Regions from separate parts of the Anas platyrhynchos genome. Here region 2 is linked to region 1. The links are chromatin contacts, called in public Hi-C maps. All regions are on one chromosome and are shown on one strand. Each heading gives the region's core, a stretch centred on a gene start, on an enhancer-like site or on the middle of the called end of the contact. The rest is flanking DNA. Distances are from core to core; before and after follow the strand shown. Region 1 overlaps TRIM45 (tripartite motif containing 45). Region 2 holds the start of POLQ (DNA polymerase theta).

Region 1 (5,610 bases), core at 1,679-4,178:
ACCTGACTGTGGGTGAGCAACGCTGTTTCAAGACTTTCCACATCACCCACCTGCTGCCTTTGTCACGGCAGGCTCTGGGGGTAATTGCAGCAACCCCACTTCTGTCAGGCTCTGTGCAGGGGATGCTGTCAGGAGCAGCCTGACAGCCCGCTCCCTGGTCTCTGTGTGGCAATGGTGGGGCACGCGGTTCTTGTGTCTGAAAATTGTGCTGACAGCATACAGGGAGCCAGGGAGCAGCCTCTAATGAGCTGTTTGCAAATGCTGTCCTCTTTTGTCTAGAGCCTTGTCCTCAGGTCCTTCGTGCAGAGTGAATTTCAGGGGATGCAGGAGGGAGCAGCGCACAGTCTGTACAGACCGGCGTTCACAAGGGGTCTTGGGTGCTTGCATTGCGTGTCCAACGTGCATAAATTCATGGTTGCTCTCTTCTAGGAGACAGAAGAAGACTGCCTCTCATGCTGTGACAGAGCTGGAGAGCAGCAAGGACTGTGGCCAGGCTGGGAGGCCTCTTTTCTGCCCGTCCCATCCATCGGAGGAGCTCCGGCTGTTCTGCGAGCAGTGTGACCAGCCCGTGTGCCGGGACTGTGTCGTGGACAGGCACCGGCAGCACCCCTATGACTTGGCCAGCAACGTTGTCCACAGGCACGGGGACTCCCTGCGGGTGCTGCTGGAAAGCACCCAGCAGCGCGTGAGCACCCTGGAGGACGCGCTGAGCCAGATCGATGGCATGGGCAGTGCCGTCCGCGTTCGTGCAGAGGCCGTGGCCGCAGAGATCTGTCTGTTTGCCAGCGGGTACGTGAAAGCCATCGAGGAGCACCGGGAGCGGCTGCTGAAGCAGCTGGAGGACTTGAAGGTGCAGAAGGAAAACCTGCTGCACTTGCAGAAGGCCCAGCTGCAGCAGCTGCTGCTGGACATGAGGACAGGCATGGAGTTCACGGAGCGCTTGCTGAGCAGCGGCTCGGACCTGGAGATCCTCATCACCAAAGGGGTGGTGGCAAGCCGGCTGGCGAAGCTGAACAGTGTCACCTACAGCACCCGCCCCAGCGTGGACGACAGCATCCAGTTCTCTCCCCAGGAGAGGGCAGGGCAATGTTGCGGCTATGAGGTTTTTGGGGCCATTCTCAATAAAGTGGTTGATCCAGCCAAGTGTACCCTGCACGGGGAAGGTAATGGGGTGCCGTGCCGCTCAGTGCTCCCTAAAGTCACCTCTCCGTTCCCTGTACCCATGCAGCGTGCGGCTTAAGGCGCCGGGGGCTCCCTGCAGGCCAGGGGGGCAGAGGGATGCAGCAGGCTGGAGCCCTGCTAGAGGTGGCAGCTGCTGGGGATGAGATCCCACAGGAGCTGTGCCAAGCAGGGAGCCCGAGAGCCAGCTGCAGCCGCCCTCTGCAACATCACTGACAGACCCAGGGCTCCTTCACTCCTTCCCATGTCAAAGGGTAAGCGCTGAGGTTCCCAGGGCTCCATGCTGCACGGTGGGGCTCTTCCTGCTCCCCCCAGCTTGCACAGTGCACCTGGAGGTGGGAAGTCTCCAGCTGGGCCATGAGCACCCTGGTCCATACAGGGTGGTCCATACAGGGCTCTCTGCACTCTCCTGGTCCCCAGCGGTGCATTTGCTTTTTCCTGTGGGTGGAGGGAGCTGTATAGCCAGCAGCAGAGCCCTGGGTATGCTCTGATAGGAGTGAAATGCTACCAAGTGGGCAGGAGGTGGCAATTGTGGCTCTTTTGAATCCTTTCTTGTCCTGTTTCTCTGCCTTGCAGATCTCTGCATCGCCCGTCAGAACGAGCTGACTGGCTTTACCCTGCTCTGCAATGACACCACGGGAGAGCAGATGCGGAGGGGAGGAGAGGCCGTCAGGGTCACCATCACCCACAAGGACAAGAAGGATTGGTGGGTATTTCAGCAAAAAAAAACAAAACACAGACAGTGGGTTTGCTTTTCTGTCTCCTTTCCCCTGGCTCCCTCCTCGTTTGGGCAGGTGGGTGGAAGTGCTTCAGCATCTGGGTCATGATCTGGAGGGGGAAAAGGCAGGGGAAAAGGCAGGACGGTTCTTCCCACCAGCATAGCAGTGCTTCCTAGAGGTCATTTACAGCCGTGTGGAGTTTGACTCACACTTGTAACGAGTCTTCAAGGTTTCAGTTCACAGTGGGTATTGCACATTGTCAGAGCGAGCTGTTGCTGCTTCCCCCACACCACCACCAGCAGACACCTAGGGCGCCTGTTTTGTTAATACCTAACGAGTGTAGAACAACATCAGAGTTAGACAGCCAGGCCACTCAGCCCAGGAACCTCTGGCAGTTGATGGAAGTGCTTAAATTAACGTTCTGGGGAAAAAAAAAGATCATTGTTAGGACTTCATCATGCTTCTTCCTGTAGTTGCAAGTGTTGAGCACTTTAACATGCTTGGAGGTTTTCTAGCACAAGCAGGGAAGGCTGCACTTGACCTCCCATTTCCACAGTGAAAATGACCGACCAGAAAAATATTTTGTAACTGTTTCCATGCCACGCTTCTTCTTTGAAGCAGCGAGACCTTAATGCAAATAACAGAATCAGTTGGGGTTCAGTTCTTTAGAAAAGCTTCTGTTCTGTTTTATAGCGCACACACTGCAGCTAGAGCACGAAACCAGCTTAACTTGTTCCAGGATTCAGTCTTGGGGGGATGACCTGATGGAAAAAGGGATAGGACGCTAAAATTCCTTGCTATGGGGAAGTATTGATGAGCCATACAGAAACTACTGGGTGCACAGGTGCCTGTCAATAAAATATCATTGTTCAAGAATGTTGTTCCAACGTACCTTCCTCTGTCAGGTGTGCTCGTGTTGTGGGAAGGTGTAAACAGGAGGTTTATGTGGATTTTGCTTTGTGGGGTAGAGGTCGCTGTGGCCACATTAACTCAGTTTCTTGTTCCTGTGCTTGTACAGTTGCTACATCCGTTGCTGAAAGCTGTCTGGCTCTGGGGAGAGGCACAGCAGCTACTGAAGAGCACGAAGTGTCACCACACAGTTCATGGCAGGAAATGATGTAGGCAGCTGTACTGATGTGAAGCGGTGGGGGATGGGGATTACAACCTACAAATCTGGAAGATTAAAGACGTTCATGTCGCGGGGCACAAGAGACTAATTAGTGAGGAGTAGGGAGAACACCTCCTCTCCGCAGAGCTGCTTGCTAATTTTCTGCAGAAAGCTCTTCCTGTGAAACAGGCCATCAGTTCCCAAGGAACTAGCTGATGCTTTTTCCCTGTCACTCTGTCCACCAGCGTCCCTTTAAAACCTAGTGAGCTTCACTTGGGAAAGGGGGGATTCACCAGCAAGGACCTAGAACTCCTCAGAGAGTCGAAGAGAAAAGCTGGGCTCAATGCAGTTGGGTAGTGGTTGAAGTGACTCAAACCTGCCTTACGTCTTCCTCATGGGCTCTCCTGGAGGCAAGCTGCTCTTTGAAGCTTTGAGTTTACCCCATTTCTGAGGGCTCTTATCAGATGGGATCATCTGGTTTGCAAGTGTGCTGTCAGTCACCTTCTGCTCTTTCAGTGCTGCCACAAATCCTTGCAGCACAGCTTAGCTTTGTGTGACTTCCTTTGCATGGTTATTGCAGCTCCCGGTAGCAGGTGTATGTGAAAGCCGCTCAGTGCTCGAGCATTGCTCACGCATCCTGTCGAGCTCACTCGAGACCCACAGCTGCTGAACATGGGTGAGGATGAGGAGCCGACCACATATCTAGGCCAAACAGTGGTTTATGTGTGAATTCGGGAGCAGTTTTCTGCCAGTCAGTGACCTCTGGGACTCCTCTTTGTCTGTTCGTAGTGCAGTCAAACCAACGGTGTGTGATAACGGTGATGGGACCTACCATGTTTCCTACAGCCCTGAGGAGCCAGGCTTATATGCTGTCTGCGTCTGTGTGAAGGGGCAGCATGTACAGGTAGCATTTCTTTTCTTTTTTCTTTTTTTATTGGTTCTTCTTTACACTTTTTCCTTTCTAAGTATTTGCTTAAAATCTTCCTAAGGATTGCTGCTATCGCTTGGCAGTTAAAACTGATCATATTGATCTGTGACCGACAGGATCACCCGGTTGTTTTTCTGCAAATGCAGACACACCATCTGATATTATCCTCTGCTTGCTTGTCCTCCGCAGGGCTCGCCATTCACCCTGACGGTGAAAAGCAAGTTCCGCAAGCACCAAGGAGTGTTCCACTGCTGCACGTTTTGCTCGAGTGGAGGGCAGAAAGCCGCTCGCTGCGCCTGTGGGGGGACCATGCCAGGTGAGCGTGCAGCTTTCCCTGTGCTGCTCACATCAGGAGGGTTTGTTTGTTTGGTCATTCCCCTTTTTTATGGAACCCTGGCAATTTTGGGTTTAAATACACATGTACCTCCCTTTCTTAGACAAGTCCTGGGGCTGAAGCACTCGCTTCGTGGCACATTGGGATTTTCTGACCCCCTCTTGGTCAAGCTGATGGTGCCTTTTCTCTTGCAGGTGGCTACCAAGGCTGTGGCCATGGGCACAAAGGCCACCCTGGCTGTCCCCACTGGTCATGCTGTGGACAAGTCACAAAGAGCTCAGAGTGTTTGGGGCCACCCAATGACAGCTCACAGAGGAGCTTGCTCAGGACGGTGGCACTCTGAGCAGCCAGGTGAGCCCCTGGGAGCTCAGGTCCTTCCTGGTGGATGAACGCAAGCCACAAAGATCCCCACAATCACTACAGAGCCTTGTTGCCAGAAAATACACAGTGCGACGGGTGTGAACTGAGGAATGGGATGAGGGAAAATAAAATTGTGCCTTTTGTTCCGCCTGGGGTTGTGTGTGCAAGGTTGTTTTGTGCCCGAACAGGAGCAAATTCCAGGAGTTGTACTGATGCCCGCACTTTTGAGGACTCAGGACCTGTGGGTTCAGCCTCTGAGGGGAAACTCGGTCTGAGCAGTTACCTCACAGGAGGGTCAAGGTGTACCTCATTCTGTGGGATCAGCAGTCTGCTGTCCTTCTCCAGAGGCCAAAGCTGCTTGTTGGGGCGCATTCCAGTCTTTGTGTTCGTGCTTGGGAGAGGCTTGGCAGCCTCAGTGCGGCCTCTGCCTCCCCCTCAGGTACCTGGCTGGGTTCTGGCCTCGAATGTGTGCATATAGCACAGTCGCACTCCTGGGATCTGTTGTGTTTGCAGCTCTCTTGTTTTCTCCAGGTGAGCTGTAGTCTCGTTACACTCTCCCTGCAAAGTAGGAGCAAGGCAGATCAGTAATTTAACTGAAAAATTCAAGAAAAACCCACGGCACTGATGAGCACAGGAACTAGAATGTAATTCACTTGGTCTGCGTGTTCTCCATGGAGGTGGTTTGGGACACAACATTGTTGGGGGTGATGTGGGATCCAGGAGAGCATCTGTCTCTCCAAGGAAAGGTTTGAGGGCTCTGTAGGAGCCAGAGGTGCAAGCGCACAGGTAGCTGTCCCAAACTTAGGGAAGAGCAGCATCAAGAGATGTATTTCAGCAGATCTGCTGGATTTGTCTTGCCAATGCTCTGATTTTAGGAGAGCTTGTTCCCTTCACCCCAGGGGAGGAAGGATGCATCTACTGGGTTTGTATGCATGCTGCCAACCTATAGCTGGGGAAGCAGCTTCTTTGAGGAGGAGGAAGA
Region 2 (6,015 bases), core at 2,080-4,579, 61 kb after region 1:
TGTGCAGGATCACTGCACAGAAAGACTAGTGTTGCGTGTTTCTGAACTTGAACTAGGAGCCCTCGAAAGGCACAGGTGGGAAATCGTGGTTATGGGTATGAGCCTGGGTACTGGCCAGCTTTAAGTGGCAATAACATCTATGAACTACGCCAGAAGGAATCTCCATTCCTGTCATGAGAAAATAATTATGTTAAATTCATTTAGTTTGAAAATCTGTGAAGTAGAACAATGTTTATTATTGATATGAAATAAAGTTTTATATTGCTGTTTTTGCATAGGTTCCTAAAGTTACTCACACAGAATTCTGTCAAGGACGCACCATGAGATGGGCACTGGCATGGAGTTTCTATGATGACGTACAAGTACCTGTAAGTAGCTTGATTTTGGCTGGCTTGTGATTGTCTGGGCCTCTTATCTGAGGAAGTGCCTCATGGGCTGTGAATGCACCTGCTGGGAAACAAGCTGTTCTTCAGAATGGAATATTGATGGGCTGGGCTGTGTGGACAGTGGCATTTCTGTCTTGGCTCCCAGTCTGTTGGCTGGTGTTTCCGACAATTCATGTGTATCTGTGTTTAGGGAGGAAAAAAGAAGCCTTCAGGGAATTCCTGTGTGTTTCAGTGAACGTAAGGGTCACTTATAAGACAATTCAAAAAGCTGTTTAGTAATACTAAAACTACACTGAGGTTTGGCCTAGATTTGAACTTGAAATTTCCCTCTGAGAACTTGTTTTTAAGTTGACATATAGATCATTACCAAATAGATAAAAACACTTTTAGCTGCTTTAGACCTGCCTACATGATTGTAAATGGAGCCTGTCAACTTTCAGTAAGGGGAGTCAGTTGCTTTTTGATACAAATGAATGCATACTGGAAAATAAGTATAGGGAATAACCAACCTTAGAGAAGATCTTCCAAGTAAACATTCAGTAAACTTGGATCATGATGTGGATCTTAGGAATAGAAATCAGGTGTGGGTTCCCCAGAGCAGCCACACTGTGTCAGTACACAGAGGGATAATAGTTTGAAAGAACCAAAAAGGCTTTTTGCTTAACATCTGAAGATAAAATCCCTCCCTCTGTCCATCATGCCCCTGTCAGAGGTTTCTAATAACTCCTTGTAGTGAAGTGGAGCACAGGCTATGTCAGTGACAATTTAGTGGCCATACTCTTAATCCACATGTATTCTGAGTACAAATGTCATCTCACTAATACTGCACAGCATTGTAACTTTTTGGTGTTAATGCTGGTTTTCTTTCTTCTAGTCACCTCCCTCTAAAAGAAGAAAATTAGAAAAACCTCGGAAACCAATTACATTTACGGTCTTGGCTTCTACAGTCAACGAGTTATCCACCAAAGCTGCAGCTATGGGCTGGGATGCTGTAGAAGCCATTGCTGTTGTTAGAGCCTGGGTAGAGAAGATTCTTGCTGATCTGAAGGTAAAATATTAAGTATTAGATGGTAGAACAACATCTTGCTTTAAAGCATAACTCTGAAGGGATAATATGAACTTCTGCTGTCTTCTGCAATAGGTTCAGCATAAACGTGTTCCCTGTGGAAAAGATGAAGTTAGCCTGTTTGTGACTGCCATTGAAAACTCCTGGATTCATTTGAGGAGAAAGAAGCGAGAGAGAGTAAGGCAATTACGAGAACTTCCTCGAGCTTCTGAAGATGTTCTTCAAGCAATGGAAGAGGAAAAAAACGGCCAGAAAAGTGTGAGCAACAGTTCGGACTGTGAAAAACCCAAGACTGAAGACTCTGAAACAGGGTTTATGGCACCCGATGAGGATGTCCACTTGACCGCAGATGACAAGCTAACGGAAGAATCTGCTGCCAAAGAAGAACATAGTGCGCACATGGAGGAGGAGGAGACAGAAGCAAAGCAGGCAGAAACGTCATGTAACAAAGGTTCCAGTAATGCGAAGGAGGAACCTCAGCCTTCAGAGGAAGCTGGCAATCCAGCAGTTGAAAAAGGGCAGAGTCCTAAAGAAACTAGTAGATGTTTTCTTTTCAAGTGTTTAATGAATGTGAAGAAAGAAGGAAACGATGTACTAGTAGAAATGCACTGGGTTGAAGGACAGAACAGAGACTTGATGAACCAGCTGTGCACATACTTACGGAACCAAATTCTTCGACTAGTTGCTAGTTAGCCCTTTTTCCCCACTTTGGTAGAATGAGTCCTCAAATTTTGTAAACTTTGTAATGGTTTAACATTTTCAGTCAGAAAAAAAAAATAGTAAAGTGGAGATATTTTAAATATATTTTTTTAAACGTGCAAGGAGTACATGAAATATCACTTCATGTCCAATGAAATGCTGGGAAATAGTATCTCTTGTGCTTCAGTTGTAAAACAAAATGTTACAGTGCAACGTGTCTATACTGTGACCATTTCGAATATCAACAGTGCTCATTCTGGTCTTTTTTTCTGATGCAAAAGATATATATATATATATTGTTACCAAGTAGGAATCTTTACTGAAACATTTTCTTCAATCTTTTTCAAACTAATGCAGGAAATTGTTACCTGCTTTGGGAATTGCCGTCTGCAGCTGAGTCCTCAGCTGAGGGTTTAAGTATGCCTCTGTTCCCTTAATGCATTTACCTGTTGGGCTACAGAGCAGCAGGATGGATATATCCTCCAACTATCAAATCAGATAAAAAATCACTTTAGAAAAATCACTTTAGAATACATACGATGTATTTTTCTGGTGTTTGGGCTTTGAAACACTGAAGAGCTTACTGTAAGTGAGCACCGGTTTCTATAAACTTCATTCTAATGCCTAAATATTGATGTCTCTGGAGAAGTTAAATTAGTTGTACACCTTCAGAATCTGAGGAGATTATTTCTGGCTAGGTGACCTATTGAAAACATAGAAGGCAAGTCTGTTTGTGCTATCGTGTGCTTATCTTTTCAGCCTGTTTTATGCAAGGATGACAAGCCTCACAAGGTAAGCCCGTGTGCCTGTGATGCACTTGTTATTCTGAGGCAGACTGCAGTGTCCTGCTTCGTTAATTACCTCCACCTTCCCCTTGTACAACATGAGTAGCTTACACTCCTCAGTGCTGCTTAACCAAAGCTGTTACACTTCCAAAAAGAAAACCAATAGCGATTAGGATGGAGGAAAAGTAATTAAAAGGGCGTCATTGGTGTAAAAGCGGGTTAGTGTCATTGCGTCTGTAGCAATAAGGGAAGAATCTCAAGTCACACTTGCGTACAGCTCCACAAAAGTGTTTGGGGCATGCCAGGAAGAGGCAAAAGGTATCACTGGGACCGAATTTGTTTTTGTGGAACGGACGGGAAGAAAAAAAACACCTCAGGGAGCCGCGCGCTGCGGCCGCTGGGGGCAGAGGCCGCCGTTTGAATGGCGCGGCGGGAAGATGGCGGCGCCCCCGCTAACGGCGGCGGGGCGGCCGCTGCCCCCAGGGCGGGGAGGGGGGCACCGCTCAGCCCCCATGCCCCCAGCCCGGCCGTGCTGAGCCCCCCGCCCGGCCTCCAGCGCTCCCTGCACGGCAGCGGCTCTCCAGGTAGCGGCTGGGAGGGCAGCGGGGCTGCCGGCGGCGCGTTGGGCTTGTGGGCGCCCTCAGCCCTCGGGCAGGGCAGGGGGGAGCGCCCGGTGCTGCCCGGTTCTCCCTGAGGGAGGGGAAGGGAAGGGGCTGCGGCTGGGGGTGCGCTCTGGGGCCGGGGGGTGCGTTGGGGCTCCGAGGGGCTTCCTCGGCTCTGCTGCCCCGCTGGGGAGGTGAGGGGAGGCGGCTGGAGGCGGGCACGGTGCTGCTGGGTGCCTCTCAACCGCGGGTCCTGTGCTTGGCTTGGCCTCTAGGTGCTGCCACAGCACAGCGATCCGTATGGCCTGGGTGCGGGGAGGAGCGCCTGGCTGGAGTTGATTGAAGAGCACAAGAAGCTGGTGAAATGGACTAGATATAAAAACATGGCATTAAGTGTTCCTGCGTAGTGCCCTGATACCTGCAAAGGCAGGGGAGTGTGGTGGTTTTGCGTGATATCTCACCTATATGTGCAACGTTTGACACAGGTGCTCGTAACTTCATCTCACAATATTTTTATCACTCTCTAAATGATTTACATCTCCCAGCCGCTTCTGCAGTCAGGTAGCGTCTTCTCCCCAGCGTGGCTACGTGCTGCAAGATGCAGTTTTGTCAGCTCCTGTGAATGGAGCTGAGCGAGGCGATGTGCGTGTCTCCTCAGGACACCTCCAGGACTCAGTGTGTCCCCCTCACCCCAGGTTCTGCAAGGGTTTTCCTTCAGATGCGTCTAAATGCCCAGTCTTTAAATCCAGCAGTGTGTCTCATCCTCATTTTGACTTTCTTAGCATTTTTCTAGTACGTTACAGAGGTTAGTGCAGTATTGCGCTTGTATACATGGGTCTTTAAAACTTGTTTCCTAAGGCACAAGTTTTGAAACTTATGTTCAGTGCTAATCTCAAGGTATTCTTCCAACATTAGAATCATGTAATCCTTTACTCATGCTGTCTTTTTACACATAGTTCACTGTTTTTAACTTTAGGAAAGAAGCTTGAGATCCCTTTGTGCATTTTGTTTTACTCTTTTATAGGGTTACAAATCCTAATTCTGCCACGCTGGTGGCAGTCAAGGACAGACAAACCCGATCTCCTTTAAATGCCCCATGGGAAGCCTGTTCTCCTTGTGGCATGCTGTTATTCACTTCCAATAGTGCTGAATGTTTTGTTCAGTATTTGTATAGTGTTTTGATTATCACAGAGCTGAGCTATATCATCTTTTTTATGTATTTGTGCACAGGACAGTGGTCAAGTACCAGTGATTGCTAGGTTGGGGTTAACCTCAGGAAGGTTGTTGCAGTTTTTCATATGTTGAATATAAGTTCTAGATGCTACACAGTACATAGTACTACAAGCATAAGCAGGCAGTGTTTTTCTGATCTACCTTGCCCTTCCACTGTTACAACAATGGTGGAAAATTCCTTTTAGATTTTTTCTTTTGAATGTGCTGGTAGAAATCGGTACAGTAGAGCCAGTACACACACTGACTTGTTTTTCAAATAGCTTCGATGAGGTCTTTTGCAAAATGCTGCTATGGGAACTAAGTAGTCGTGGATGATAGGGGAGGCATCGCTGTGGAGCAGAAATCTGTTTTCTGTCTCAGGTGAGGAAAAGGACAAAAGGTTTGAGTTATCCTAATGATTTGGAAAAAAAAGAGAGCCAGGGATGAGGCAATATTTGTAGCCAGCACAAAGTTATCTAGAGTTATAAAGACAAGAAATAAGCAGAAAGAACTTAATTAAGCTAGAGGAACTGGCAATGTGGTAAAGATACTAATCAGTGTTGAAAAACAGAAGCGACACGTTGTACAGAGTAGCTTGAGCTGCCTGTTTGTTTTATGTTAGTTATTTTAATTCAGCTGTAAAGCAAAAAAAGAGCTTGGGCAGTTCTATAATCTGCGAGGATTACTGAAGGATCAGTAGCAATAATCTAAAAAGGAAACAGCCTGAGTAAGGATGAGATGGCAAATACTTTGTAATGCTGTTACACTAATCACCGCTGAAATTCTGCTCGAGTCTGTATTTGGTCATGGCTATTCTGTCTCAAAAGCAAATATCAGAGTGAGAGTTTGGTGAAGAAATTATTTGAATGTGGAAAACCTAATACGAGGAGAAATTGACAAGATGATATCAGGAGATAAGAAGAAGGATAAAACACTCATAGGAAATATTGAAAAATATGGGGGAGATAGTTTCTCGTTACCTCTCCCCACAATACAGAGCTTGTAAAGAAGTTTGACATTTGAGTATCTGACCTAAATGATGACCTCAGATTGAAGGAGGATATAGGATGATACTTTTTGTTTGTTTGTTTTTCCCCTCTTTCCACCCAAAGGGAAATACCAGCAAGTAAATGTTCCCGAAGACCAAGCAGACAAGTTGCTCCTCGCAAGCTGGGGTCTTCCGAAAGCAGTTCTGGAGAAATATCACAGTCTGGGAGTAGTGCAGATGTTTGAGTGGCAAGCAGAATGCCTAATGCTCGGACAAG

Evidence for each region. Hi-C and Micro-C count contacts between places; a contact is called where the count stands out from the background.
Region 2: a Hi-C map of subcutaneous adipose tissue shows a contact between it and region 1, with 1.8 times the contacts expected there. The contact joins the promoter of POLQ here to the enhancer-like site in region 1. A contact is called at or near these places in 2 of 8 Hi-C or Micro-C datasets (skeletal muscle and subcutaneous adipose tissue).

Annotation. Positions count from the first base shown.
Region 1 is chr1:84,094,568-84,100,177 of IASCAAS_PekinDuck_T2T, forward strand. TRIM45 (tripartite motif containing 45) reads left to right here. Exons shown (of 6, transcript XM_027449688.3): 2 at 430-1,163; 3 at 1,756-1,885; 4 at 3,796-3,910; 5 at 4,124-4,250; 6 at 4,463-4,782. The coding sequence ends at 4,611. Among named protein-coding and RNA genes, the nearest start is that of TRIM45, 4.6 kb to the left of the region's middle. Within about 2 kb of position 2,929, at least 3 of the 8 cell types and tissues checked have an H3K27ac peak or open chromatin away from gene starts, as enhancers often do. A contact at or near this core is called in subcutaneous adipose tissue, where this site is marked.
Region 2 is chr1:84,154,938-84,160,952 of IASCAAS_PekinDuck_T2T, forward strand. It overlaps POLQ (DNA polymerase theta), which reads left to right and starts at 3,330. Exons shown (of 30, transcript XM_027449663.3): 1 at 3,330-3,520; 2 at 5,863-6,015. The coding sequence starts at 3,358. It overlaps METTL16 (methyltransferase 16, RNA N6-adenosine), which reads left to right. Exons shown (of 9, transcript XM_005014969.6): 7 at 279-368; 8 at 1,261-1,434; 9 at 1,528-2,876. The coding sequence ends at 2,145.